3 separate regions of the Mus musculus genome follow, and all the other regions are linked to region 3. Evidence: chromatin contacts called from public Hi-C and Micro-C data. All regions are on one chromosome and are shown on one strand. The core of a region is the stretch at or near the end of the contact, and the rest is flanking DNA. Distances in the headings are between cores, read along the strand shown. Region 1 holds the start of Srarp (steroid receptor associated and regulated protein). Region 2 holds the start of B330016D10Rik (RIKEN cDNA B330016D10 gene). Region 3 holds the start of Tmem51os1 (Tmem51 opposite strand 1).

Evidence for each region. A called contact is a pair of places that touch in the nucleus more often than the background predicts.
Region 1: a contact with region 3 is called in a Hi-C map of embryonic stem cells, with 2.3 times the contacts expected there. The contact joins the promoter of Srarp here to the promoter of Tmem51os1 in region 3. A contact is called at or near these places in 1 of 39 promoter capture datasets (stem cell-derived epiblast-like cells), 1 of 484 Hi-C or Micro-C datasets (embryonic stem cells) and 4 of 115 datasets of contacts at active chromatin or transcription factors (embryonic stem cells and pancreatic cancer cells).
Region 2: a Micro-C map of embryonic stem cells shows a contact between it and region 3, with 2.3 times the contacts expected there. The contact joins the promoter of B330016D10Rik here to the promoter of Tmem51os1 in region 3. A contact is called at or near these places in 4 of 484 Hi-C or Micro-C datasets (all in embryonic stem cells) and 5 of 115 datasets of contacts at active chromatin or transcription factors (embryonic stem cells and pancreatic cancer cells).

What each region holds. Positions count from the first base shown.
Region 1 is chr4:141,434,330-141,438,393 of GRCm38.p6, reverse strand. It overlaps Srarp (steroid receptor associated and regulated protein), which reads left to right and starts at 2,289. Exons shown (of 2, transcript NM_001033374.3): 1 at 2,289-2,408. The coding sequence starts at 2,345.
Region 2 is chr4:141,544,411-141,549,038 of GRCm38.p6, reverse strand. It overlaps B330016D10Rik (RIKEN cDNA B330016D10 gene), which reads right to left and starts at 2,877. Exons shown (of 1, transcript NR_030695.1): 1 at 726-2,877.
Region 3 is chr4:142,081,664-142,085,821 of GRCm38.p6, reverse strand. It overlaps Tmem51os1 (Tmem51 opposite strand 1), which reads right to left and starts at 1,524. Exons shown (of 5, transcript NR_027137.1): 1 at 848-1,524; 2 at 9-141. It overlaps Tmem51 (transmembrane protein 51), which reads left to right and starts at 1,518. Exons shown (of 3, transcript NM_145402.3): 1 at 1,518-1,760.

The DNA.
Region 1 (4,064 bases), core at 1,040-3,539, 650 kb after region 3:
AGTGTGAGTTATGGTCTGTGTGAGTTTTGCCTTTAATCGTGCTGGACTTCCAAACTTGGACACCAAGAGGCTATTCAGAGGCTGGAGCCCACTCTTAGTGTGGCTATCAAGAAAAGGGACTCAAATTTAACTAATCAGTGTGGTTGTCAGTAACTATCTTGTGTGGGTCATTTCACAACGTTTTGAACTTTCATTTGAAATCACCTCATTGAAGCCAGGCATGGTGACGGACGCCTTTAATCCCAGCACTTGGAGGCAGAGGCAGGCAGATTTCTGAGTTCGAGGCCAGCCTGGTCTACAGAGTGAGTTCCAGGACAGCCAGGGCTGCAGAGAAACCTGTCTCAAAGAACCGGAAAAAAAAAGAATAATAAAATAAAATAAAATAAAATAAAATCACCTCATTGAAACTGACTGCTACATCTTGTAATAACAGGGCTGGAGAGATGGCTCAGCGGTTAAGAGCGCTTGCTGCCCTTCCAGAGATCCTGTATTCAATTCCCAGCAAACACCTGGCGGCTTATAACCATCTGTAATCGAAACCATGAATGGTAACTCCTGAAAGGACACTATATGCAGAAATCGGTGGATTAGAATCTCAACACTGGGCCATCTGGAGCAAGGTGGGTAGACCCGGGAGTGAGCAGAGGTCTGGAATTCAAATTCCCAGAAAGCACATGATGGCTCACAACCATTAAAAAAAAAAAAAAAAATCAGGGCTGGAGAGATAGCTCAGTGGTTAAGAGAATTGACTGTTCTTCGAGAGGTCCTGAGTTCAATTCCCAGCAACCACATGATGGCTCACAACCATCTGTAATGGGATCTGATGACTTCTTCTGGTGTGTCTGACAGATACAGTGTACTCATCATATATATATATATATATATATATATATAGAGAGAGAGAGAGAGAGAGAGAGAGCTGGGCTTTAATCCCAGCACTGGGGAGGCAGAGGCAGGCGGATTTCTGAGTTTGAGGCCAGCCTGGTCTACAGAGTGAGTTCTGGGACAGCCAGGGATACACAGAGAAGCCCTGTCTTGAAAAACAAAAAACAAAAAAAAAAAAAGAAGAATATCAACACAGTGGAAAGGCTGGAGTGTTGCCCATCCAGAGGTTAATTCCCCTATCGTTGGGCCAAATTCCAGCCCTCTGGAGCAGCCTTCAACCTGTGTCAGAACGAACAGATTATGACAACAGACAAAAACCTTTTAGAGTTTATAGATTTAGCAGACAACTGGTGTCCACCAATCCAGAAGCTAAACTGACAGATAGCATATTAAGTCTATAGAAAAGTTTCCCCATTTCTCTGGTAATGTACCCACCGATGTATTTTATTTTTTAGATGTATTTATTTATTATTTTGTGTATAGGAGTTCTCTATCTGCGTGTACAACAGAAGAGGGCATCAGATCACGTTATAGATGGCTGTGAGCCACCACGTGGTTGCTGGGAATCGAACTCAGGACCCCTCTGGAAGAGCAGCCAGTGCCCTTAACTGCCAAGTCATCTCTCCAGCCCCACCACCGATATATTTTAAACTTGCTTTGATTCATAACTTTCTCTGTTCTGTAAAACTCCCGAAACTTTGTGAAATTGCTTCCGCACTGAAACATGGAATTTAGGGTAACCCAAATCCACGCTCCCAGGCCGTGATCGCTCACAGTGGCTCCCGAATAAACTTTTATTCCTATTAAGGAGAGAGAGAGCTGTGGCTTTTGTGTTGACATACTGTGACACAGCCAGACATGGTGGCCCATGTCTGTCATTTCATCACTAGGAGGTTGAGGCAAGAGTATCAGAAGTTCCAGAACTCTAGCTGTTTTCTTATCAAGATCCTCCCCCCTCAGAAAGATAAAATAAAATAAAAGTGAATAAGCCGGGCATTGGTGGCACAGGCCTTTAATCCCAGCACTTGGGAGCAGGCAGAGGCAAGCGGATTTCTGAGTTCGAGGCCAGCCTGGTCTACAAAGTGAATTCCAGGATAGCCAGGGCTATACAGAGAAACCCTGTCTTGAAAAACAGCAACAACAACAAAAAAAGTGAATAAATAAAAGCCAAATCAGCCATGTAATGACTGGAACTGGGGGGATTGAGGCCTGGCTGAGAGCTTCCAAAGAGCTCCAGGAAGGAGCTGCACTGGGAAAAGATAGCATCTGCTTGATAGGAAGCCTCACCCTACAGCCAACAACCTGTTGTTATAGTAACCTTTCAGATCAAAGGATTCCTCAAGGGCCACAAGTCCCCCAGGGTCCTAATGACTACTAAGGGTTGGGCTCCAGGGTAGGAAGGCTCTTCAACATTCTGGAAGCTGTGTCCAAAGACATTTTCAGACAAGCACTGGAGCGCATGGCTTTCTCAAAGGACCCCAGGAGAACCAGCCTTAGGGATTCTAGTGTGGAGATGAGCTCTGGTAAGATGGGGCAGCGGCATCTCCACGATGAGGAAAAGACCAGCTGAGGGGCAGCAAGCAGGCAGGTGGCTGGTGGCTGGGGTTATGGCTGCTGCAGGGGGCTTCACATAGGCTGTGTATTAACCAGCAAACCAGAGCATAGAGTCCTCTGAGCTGGGGAAAAATTAAGACCAGGTAGGGAAGAGATCTGGGATATTATTTGCATAAGTAGAGTTACTTTTTGTTGTTGTTGAAATTAATTTAGCATGTGTGTGTGTGTGTGTGTTGGGGAGTGTGTTTTTTGTTTGTTTGTTTGTCTATGAAGTGAGACATACATGCTACATGCCTCCAACATTTCAGCCTTACTGAGAATCTACTCAGCAAGTTCCACTTTAAAGATTTGATTCATTTTATTTTATGTATATGAGTGCACTGTAGCTGATTGTGAGCCTTCATGTGGTTGTTGGGAATTGAATTTTTAGGACCTCTGCTTGTTCTGGTCAACCCAGCTCGCTCTGGCCCAAAGATTTATTTATTATTATAATTAAGTACACTGTAACTGTCTTCGGACACACCAGAAGAGGGCGTCAGATCTCATTATGGATGGCTGTGAGCCACCATGTGGTTGCTGGGAATTGAACTCAGGACCTTTGGAAGAGCAGTCCGTGCTCTTAACCACTGAGCCATCTCTCCCAGCCCCAGATGACTCCCATTTGTAACTCTAGAACTGGGAAGGAAGAAGCAAGAGGATCTTGGGAAGTTCAAGGTCAGTCAGTCAGTCAGTCAGTCTGTCTGTCTGTCTGTCTGTCTGTCTGGTTTATGGAGTGTGCTCTAAGACAGCCTGTCTCCACAGCAAATGAGAACTATAGAAACAAACCCCCCAGGCTTCAGAGGTAGACAGTGCTGCTCTGAGTGTTTCCTTACGAATAAATCCACTTTATTTCATTTATTCCTGCTTCTACCCTGTGCTGAGCTCAGAGCTGGGGGCAGCATGGTAGAGCACTTAAAACAGAAACCCAGGCAGACTACCTTAGGATATCAGTTTATTTATTGTAGGGGGTGGTGAGGATTCTGTGGGGCTCCTTAAAGGCCACCAGCACCCATGCTAGCTGAACCTCGTTTTCCTCCTCAAAGTTCCCCCAGCTTCCCTCTTGGATCTAGACCTTGTTATTTCCAGTATGGCCCACAAGCCTGCACAATAGAACATCAGGTCCCAGACTAGACCAATTGTGTGTGTGTACACATGAGTGTGCATGCACGATTTATGGACTAGCATAGAATCTAACTCTGTCATTTCTACTTTTTTTTTTCTCTTTGAGACAGGGGTTCTCTGTGTAGCCCTGGCTGTCCTAGATCTTGCTCTGTAGACCAGGCTGACCTTGAACTCAGAGATGGGCCTGCCTCTACCTCCTGAGTGCTAGTATTAAAGGCATGCGCTACCACTGCCTAGCACTACTTTAGTTTTTTTAATTAAAAAAAATTTAGCAACTAGGCATGCTGGCGCATGCCTTTGATCCCAGCACTTGGGAGGCAGAGGCAGGCGGATCTCTGAGTTTGAGGCCAGCCTGGTCTACAGAGTGAGTTCCAGGACAGCCAGGGCTACACAGAGAAACCCTGTCTTGTAAAAAAAACAAAAAACAAAAAAAAACAAAAAAAAAAAACAAAAAAAAAGAAAAC
Region 2 (4,628 bases), core at 1,628-4,127, 540 kb after region 3:
CTAGCACCTACTACTGTCAGGAGGCTGACAACCTTCTAACTTCTAGTTCCAGGGGATCTGATTCCAATCTTCTGTCCTCCGTGGGCACTAGGCACGAAGGTGGTGCGCAGACATCCATGCAGACCACGCTGTGCCTGCTGTTTAGAATAACAAATCTAGTAGTCTATTGAAGCTATGCGCTTTCCCTCTAGGGATGGCCGATTTGCACTCAGACAGGAGGACAACCCTAGAAGACTTTTTCTATTAGACTGCTGGCTATTAAATATTTATTCCTTAACTTCAGTACTTCTGAAGGGCAGAGAGGCATTTTACAACTAACTTAATGTTTTGCCTCAAAGGGGAAAAACCTACTACAGCATGTAGGAGCACTAACCGCAGCCAACAATATTTGAAGGACTTCCCATATTCCTATATTCCTAAAATCTCAAAAAAAAAAAAGCTCATTTAATTTGACCAGGGAAAGGTTATTATTGTTAGAATTTTAAATTCCCTCCTCTGCCTGATTTGGCATGAAAAGTTGTCTTTTCCTAGAATAATGAGAAACATTAGTGTTTCTAATGTTCCAAAGCACACACAATTTCACCACATGCAAAAAAGGAAATAAAAATCCAAAGGCATGAGCTAAAGGACAGCATTTCTGCTCAGAAGTACTGTCTTAAAAACTGGGGTATGGCAGATGTGGAGATGGCTCCGTGGTTAGGACTCTTTCTATCCTTGCTCAAGACCGCGGTTCCAAACTGCCTATAACTCCAGCTCCACAAGACCCACACCCTTTCTGACCCGAAAGGACATATACACATAAATTTAAAAACCCACAGAACAAAAACAACAAAACATTGGGCACAATAAAAAACAGAGACCGGAGGATCTTTAGTTCAAATTTATCCTCAACTACAAAGCTGAGTTCAAGACCCGCTTGAGCTTCTTGAGTCTTTCTCAAAAACAGTGAAAAATTCTAAAGGAAATAGAATTTAAAATTCAATCAGACTCTCCTTGTCTGTGCAATGAAGTGCTGGGAAATCATTCTCGGAGTGTCAATACACCATATATGCCATATTATTCTAACGTCCCAGGATAAGATTTCACTGATGTCCTGGGGCTGCGACATAGAGAAACCCTGTCTCGAAAACCAACTAACCAAATAATGATTTGAATTGTTTTACTTGGTTACAAGACAAGAAAACATGGTGAACACAACATATTTTAAGTAATCACTACTAAAGGTTTCAGACTATTTATGTAATCTTAAAGACACAGTATACAGTTTTATAACTACCAAGCCCACCTATTCATGAAATTTGAAATCGAAACGCTTCTGCTAAATTTCTCTCATCTGGCAGTCATCAAAATCCCGATTGGTTCCTTCAACATGTTTTGACCTTTTCAGTCTGTCATCATAAGCTTTACCCCACTATTACAGAAAACATAAGCAGTCGCCATAATTACACATAGTGAGAAGACAAAAAAAGAGGTTTACTGTAGCCAAGACACAAATAGATGAGTCAGGACGGGCTGGTTCCTTTATGATACCAGGCTTTTGTGAAGAAAAACCACGTCAACCATTAGGGGGAAGAAAACTGCACAAAAGCTGGAAGTCAAATTTAGCAGCGTTTTTCAAGTTTTCTGGGTTTGCGAAATAGTGCCAGAATTTTCAGCATTACACACAACTAAGATTCGCATTTTTAAATATTCCTCAAGAAGACATTTGCTTTTTCGGAAAGTGAAAGGGCGATGGATGTCAGGCACGTATTTTATTATTTATTTTTAATAAACTCATAGCTTTTTGAAAATAAGTGGAAGTTAAATCGACAGAAGAAAGCCATCACAGCATATTTATTGTTCAGGCTTCTGGGTCAGGGAGAATGGGCCCTGAAAGCCTTGTGCTCCGAGGGCCAGCCAATGGAAGCCGAGCTCTCAGCGCTCCTCCACCTCGTGGGCTGCACGAGCCCCGCCTCCTGGTGCTAGGTTCCGCGGAGTTTCGGCACCTTTGTTGCTTTCGGGACCGAACTTGACTTTGTTTGCAGAGGTGGAGGATGCCGAGCCCGGTTCGCCCGTAAGCCGCTTCCCACGGCGGCGATTTAAGTTTCCCCACGCAGGATGTCATCCCTCGCACGGGGGGACACACCCCGCTTCCGATGGGCTCCCGGATCCCGCACGCCCTGGGGCTGCCTCTCCCGGTTCACACGCTGCTGCTGCTGCGGCGCCGGCGGCGGCTGCAGAGCCCGAGGGGCCTCGCGACCCCCAGGCGGAGAACAAAGGGGGCCGGGGCCGCGCCCGCCGCCGGCCACGCCCATCGCGAGCCGCGGGGCCGCGCCCCGAGCCCCTCCCCCGCCCCCGGGCCGCGCAAAATGGCGGCCGCGCTACAAAATGGCAGCCGGGCGGGCCGTGGCGTGGGGACGCTGTCCCCGCGCGCGGCCGGGGTTCCTTCCCACGCTGTCCATGAGCTCGCGCGCGTGTGCGCGTCACATCCCCGTGAACCCCGGGGGCCCCCCGAGTGTAGACGGGCAGGTCAGAGCGCACACGGGAGCGGAGCTAAGGAGGACGGGGTTCGGGGACCCCTGACCTAGCGCCTCCCTGCCACTCCCAAGCCCCGGCGGCTGCGCCTCCATCTTTTCAATGTCCCCGCCATTCCGCGTCTCCCAGTCCGCTCCCTTGTCCCCACGCTTCCTCCTTGGATGGGAGTGTGTCGTCGGTCGTGGGCTCGGCTAAGGCCGTGTACTTTTTGTTGGGACTTTTCGCTGTCTTCTCTCAGAAAATGGCTCGCTTTCCATTCATCCCCTCAGGTTCCCTTTGTAGCCCTCTTTCCAGAAACTTCTCAGGGTAGCTCGGCCAGCAGCGGCGGCGAGCTCCGCGGCCTTCTCCACCCTTCACTGTCATCCCACCCCGCGCATGCGCCTGGCGGCGGCGGGCCGCGGCCCAGGCGCGCGCCCGGGAGACTGTGAGAGTGGCGCGGGCGCGCGCGGGTCCGCGGGGGCGGTGCTCTCTCACAATGGAAAGGTTGCCTCCCCCTCCAACGTTTCCCTCCGCGGCGAGCGCAAGCGCACTCGGGCGACCTCGCGTTCCTTGGAGGGGCTGGGAGGAGGGAGAGAAATGGGTGGCCTTGCCGCGCGCGTGCGCAGTTCGGCGCCGTGCATTTTTTTTTTTTTCCGCGTTGCCTGTGTGATGAGAAGTGGATCTGAGGACCTTCTTGTCCTGTCCTCCTTTCTCAACCCCCCCTCCCCCCCCCCCCAGTCTCGAAAACGGGTCCCTCCGGCTTGGAGGCAGGCCGGACAAAGCCGAGGCAGTGGGGTCGTCTTGCCCACCCTCTCCCGATCCACGTTTGAGAGTTTCCCGATGGACCTGGAGACCCTGCAGGCCCCGGGTGTTGGGCTGCCGCATTGTTCTCGCCTGGAAAGCGGAGGCGAAGGTGCCCTTGCTGGCGGGCCGCGTGTGCAGACGGAGCTCGCCGGGCCGCTCGGGTTCCCTTCGCCGTGGGCTTGCGCCGCGGTGACCACAGTGACCGCGATCGCACTTCCCAAGAAGTGTAGTGGAAAGGACTGTCAGGGCTGTGGGTTCCTGGGGGTGGGGGGCGGGGAAACTAAGAAACCCAAAACCCCACTTGTCATGGAGCCCACCTATGTGAACCCAGAGTTTGAAGGGCAGCCAGAGAAATTGCCTCTCGGGTTATTAGTGTGGGGCGGAGTGTGAGCCAGGAGTCTCCGTGAAGAAAGCACGCTGGTTGTGACAGCCCCACGTCGGGGAGACCCCAGGCTGCCCTTGGCCCTGCTGCTCCCCGGCGTGGGGTGGCGTGGGGGTGGCGGAGCGGCCTGCAGGTGTGTGAGCGCCCTTGACCTCTGTGAGGTCACCCGCCCGGGCTCTGGGCGGAGCCGGATCCGCCTTCCCGGTGGGAACCATGAGCTGGTGACCGGTTCCTCCCGGAACCATTAGTGTGGAAAGCCAGGCTAGAGGTAGAATTCTAGCAAAGCTGTAATACACGGGTTGCAAATGAACACTGAGTCATACAGTCTGTAAATTTGGAGAATCCCTGCCGCACGTTTCTCTGAACAGAAATTATATTTAATAGGGTCTTTCAAATCATTTTTCCACCAGTAGGAAAATAAAGCAAATACTGAGTTGGTTTTTTTAAAGTGTCCTAAAACATTAAAAAAAATTTTGGGGGGATTACATTGTTGAATAACTAGGATTTTTAGAAATATCCTTTACCATTTTTGTTTTGTTTTGTTTTTTAAGTTAGCTGCTCACAATGTAGCTCTGGCTGGCTGAGCTAGGCTGGTCCCTCCTCCAGGTGTTGCAAGTACCAAACTGATCTTAAGGGGAAATGTCCTTTCAGTGCAAGGTTTTTAGGACGAAGAACAACAACAACAAAGAAAAGAAAGAAAGAAAAAGAAGGGCTCTGTGTTAAAATTCAGATGTGTAGAGGTGGGGAAAACACCAGATTTAGGGCGTTTTTTTTTTTATTTACCTTTCTGAGCATTGGTGTTTTGCCTGCATGTATGTTTTTGTGAGACGGACAGATGTTGAATTTAGAGACAGTTGTGAGCTGCCATGTGGGAGCTGGGATTTGAACCTGCATCTTCAGGAAGGGCAGTCGGTGCCCCTAACCACTGAGATTCATCGAGCCCCTATTT
Region 3 (4,158 bases), core at 275-2,774:
AAGCTCACATAAAACTAGACAGCACAATAGGTAATAGAAGTCACTGTTTGAGATTCGCATCTTTGGATCGTTTCCCCTAAGGACACATGCCTCCGGTCCTGGTGAGGTAGCAGCGTGGTGGGATAAGGAGGCAGGCAGCTCCTGGGTGGGAAGAGGTAAGAAAAAAGAAACACATTAAGGCAGAAGGTTGGACAGTGTGCGATGCGACTCTTTTAGTTTTCCTCTCAGCTCAGCTTTGGCTGTTAAGTCCTTGGTCTCTCCCCGCTTGGAAGAGACAGACCTGCCCAGCTAGATTAGATGCGGTGTAGGGGCAGGTCTAGAGCTGAATCCCGGCATGGAAAAGTACCAGTATTCCTTGCTTCCACCTCTGGGACTCTCTGAATGACCTGCCTCGAGTCTGTCAGGGTGAAATGCAAACTATAGGCCCGGGCTGTGCCGGGTGGAGAGGTTGAGGGAGAATGTTCAGGAGGCGAGGCGGGGCGGGGCGGGGGTGGGGTCACCCAGGCCGGGTTCAGAGTAAGGACGTGAAATGTTAGCAGTTACTCTTGCGCTCCGAACCTGTTTCCAAAAATGCCCTTTTCACTTCCCAAATCACAAGCCATTTCCCAATTAATCCCTTTCTATCAGTGCAAATAAGAAGTAGCAGTGTATAGAGTGTGATTGGACTCCGGAAGTATACAGCTCGGGAAGTATGTACCCAGGAATTCCAAGTGAACTTGGCTGCAGCCAAGCTGTGCGGTTTATCCAGAAAGCGGACTTTCAATCTCTCTCTCTCTCTCTCTCTCTCTCTCTCTCTCTCTCTCTCTCTCTCACACACACACACACACACACACACACACACACACACCAGTAGGAGGCGCCTTTTAACCCCAGCCGAATCCTCTGACACCCGGCTGCCCAGGGACTTCTCAAGCCTTGAACTTCAAAGAGCTGGCTGCGCACCCACGAAGCCACCCAGGTCGAGATTCAGAGCTGGCAGGGCACATAGATCTGTGCCTGGAGTCGTGGGGTTCCCAGGCAAACTTCCAGCCAGGTGAGGCGCCACTCAGTTCAGATCACCCTCCCCGGCTCCAGGCGGAGGGAGAAGCCAGCCTGTGATTCGCTGGAAAGTTTTCTGCCAAGCTGGGAACGCGCCCCTTACGGGAACACTCCCGAGCTAGACTAGGGCTCGAAGTGGCGATCCGGAGGGCGTCCGGGACACCAGAGAGTGGGAAGCTGACCGAAAGCGTGAGCTGAGAGGCTGGGAAAACTTCCCTTCCTTCCTCCTTCCCTCCTCCGCCCATCATTGGGCTTGGCTGCCTGGAGCCGCAGGAGCGGCGGCCTGCGCGCACAAGAAGGTGAGTTTACAGCCAGGTGAGGTCGCCGAACAGGGACTCCCAGCTCCCATTATCCCTCAAGTGCCCCAGTAGACAGCCATTCCCCAGCCTCAGAGTAGGAGGTCCGGGACCCTGCACTGCGTTGCAGGGCCAGGCCCTCCAGCCTGCTCCGCCCCAGGGTCCGGGTCCCCGCCTGGTGGCGTAGGGCGCAGGGTGGGCAGGTGGGCGGTGCCTCCTGCGGGCGCCCTCGGTCCCTCCCTCCTGCTCTCGCTGCTTTGGGCCGCGCTGGCTGATCGCCACAGAGGTCCCCGGGCTGCGCGCCCTCTCCACGCTGTGCTCCCCGGCTCCGGCTCCGCGGCCCGCGATTGCCTGGGGTGGGGGTGTCGCGAAACCCCCAGCCCCGGGCCTGCGGACAGAGACCAAGCGTGGCCCTTTGCCTTCGGGGTGAGTCTGCGTCCTCGCGCCGAAAAGAGCACGGTAGGGCCCGGGTTGGGTATCCGTGCGTCCGGGAGCATCATGTCGGACATGTTCCTCAGGGGACTCCACTCCGCCCCCCCCCCCCCCCCGCACCCTCTGTAGCCGCACCCGGCTGATGTGGAGTTCTCCCGCCTCCCCGCGTCGCTCTGGCTTTGGCCTCGAGGGCCCCCTGTTGGCGGGGACAGGTTCCATCCGCTTGTGCCTGGACAGAGCACCTGGGCACTTTTGAGAGGAAAGAACTTGGATAGGGCACTGAGCCGGCCGTGGGAGCCTCTGTCCTAGTAATGTAGGGGTGGACATTGTGTATTCTTACTTCCTTCTGACTGTTACCGGATTAAGAAGCAATCGAGGGGTGGAGAGCCAGCGGTCCTCCAGGGTCCTTAGTTTCTTCGCCTGTAAAATAGGAGTGACTATAGGAGCCCGAGGAGCCCTAGGCTGAGGCTAAGTATTCGCAGACCAATGACTGTAAATTAAGTTACAGGGTGCAGGGGAGAACAAAATACCGACGACATAGTAAGTTTGCTTGTAATTGATATGAATGTTGTGGGTGCATTTGAGGAGGGAACGCCAAGTTTGATTTGGCCACTTTGAGAATTTTTTTCTCACGCACAAGGTAGGAGCAGGAGACCTGTCAGTGGGGGACCCTGCAAGGTGGTGGGTTTCTCCTCTGATGATATATGTGACCCTGAGCCAGGTCCTTGGCCAATATGGAAACTTAGAGATGAAGTCAGGAGTGGAGTGAAGGGGCAGGACCTAGGCGAGTTAAGCAGGCTTGGGGGGGGGGGGTAGGGATCCCCACCTGTCCACTTCAGGGCTTCCTCTAGTTCCTCTAGCTTTTGTTTTGAAAGCAAACTTGAAGGTTGGCTTCTTAAGAGAAGGGTCAAGAGCTTTCCCACTGAGACCTGTCATTCAAAGGTCCTTGGGGGGAGTTACTCCTTTCCAAATATCTCCCTCAGAACCAGATCAAAGGTTCCCCCAACCCAGACAGAAAGAAAAGGGTGAGCAGAGAAAAAGAGACTGGTGGCCATTCTGTTGGTCATTGGGCATCACCCAAAGCCAGCCCTGTCTAATTGGGAAATCAAGGAAGTCAGCGGTAGATATGACAAGGGCTGTGTGATGATGGTGAGCCAAGTCACCTCACCCCCTCTGAGCCTGTCTCCTCCTCCAAGTCTGGAGTGCCGACCTCCTGGACTGCAATAAGGCTTTGGTGGCACACACTCTGTAATTACTGTATTAGGGGGGCTTAGAGAGAGACGAAAGTGGGTACTGGTGTAGTCATCAGGACGTTGGTATCCCTGGAGGACAGGAGAGAAAGATGTCAGAGCAGACGAGATGACAGGAACAATAATATGGAGGTCTATAGGTGTGCGGATGTGCTGGCTGGGGTACCATTTGAGTAGTGTGCATGGGTTTGTGAGCAGGTTGAGGGGAAAGTTAAAGGTCTGGGGGTTTACGATGAGATGGACTGGATAGGCAGTAGGGTGAGGGAGCTGCGGGGACGGGGGTGGAATGGGACCATCCCACAGAGGTGAGCAGAGGTAGACCAAGCATTTTGTGTAAACCAGGAGCTGCCGACAGTGGACATTGTAGACACACATCCTATTCTAGGTTTTAGGGCAGGGAGTCGTCTGACCTTACCATTCAGATAATTCTGGTGTGAGGGTTGGGGCAGTGGTCTCAGGAGTAGAGTACTTGCTTGTGATGCAAGGCCCTGGGTTCCATCCCTGGCACTGTACAAGTCACAACAACAGCAATGAGACAGTCTTAAACTTTTATTCAAAAAGACAGCCAGGAGCAGGAAATCTGGCTCTGGACAGTAGAGACACTGAGGGGCACTGTGTAGGAGACCATACAGGAGGCAAGGATCAACTTGTGACCTTCACATGTGACTGATGATCGAGGGCATGATCCCTGGACTCTGTAGGAGGCCCAAATGGCTGCTCTCTTTCCTACCAGAGAGCCCATGAGTTCCCAGGATATTGTCAGAGCCCCGGACCCTCCAGCGGTTGCTTGGGTTCCTGACGTCACAGGTTCCGGGCCTTCTCTGGCCACAGTGAGAACAGAAGAGGCCACTCCTGCTGATGTCCTCCAGGAGCAGTGTGGCCTTTCGGGTTTTTTGGGGTGGGGCCCCTGATGTACACCAGCATACTTCTGCATTTTTGCCCTTCCCTGTTCTGAGTGAGGCTGGCAGGGAACCTCTCCCGTCTCTTGTTGCAGTTGCAGATCAAAAAGAGATCCCAGGGCGGATTCTAGGGAGTCAGCGGCCCTGGGAAAGTTCCAGGAGCTTCCGTCTCTCCACGGGGCGTGAGGAATCTGCATCTGGCTGGCTGCTTCCTTTCACTTTTATGGTCAATGCCCTGGCACT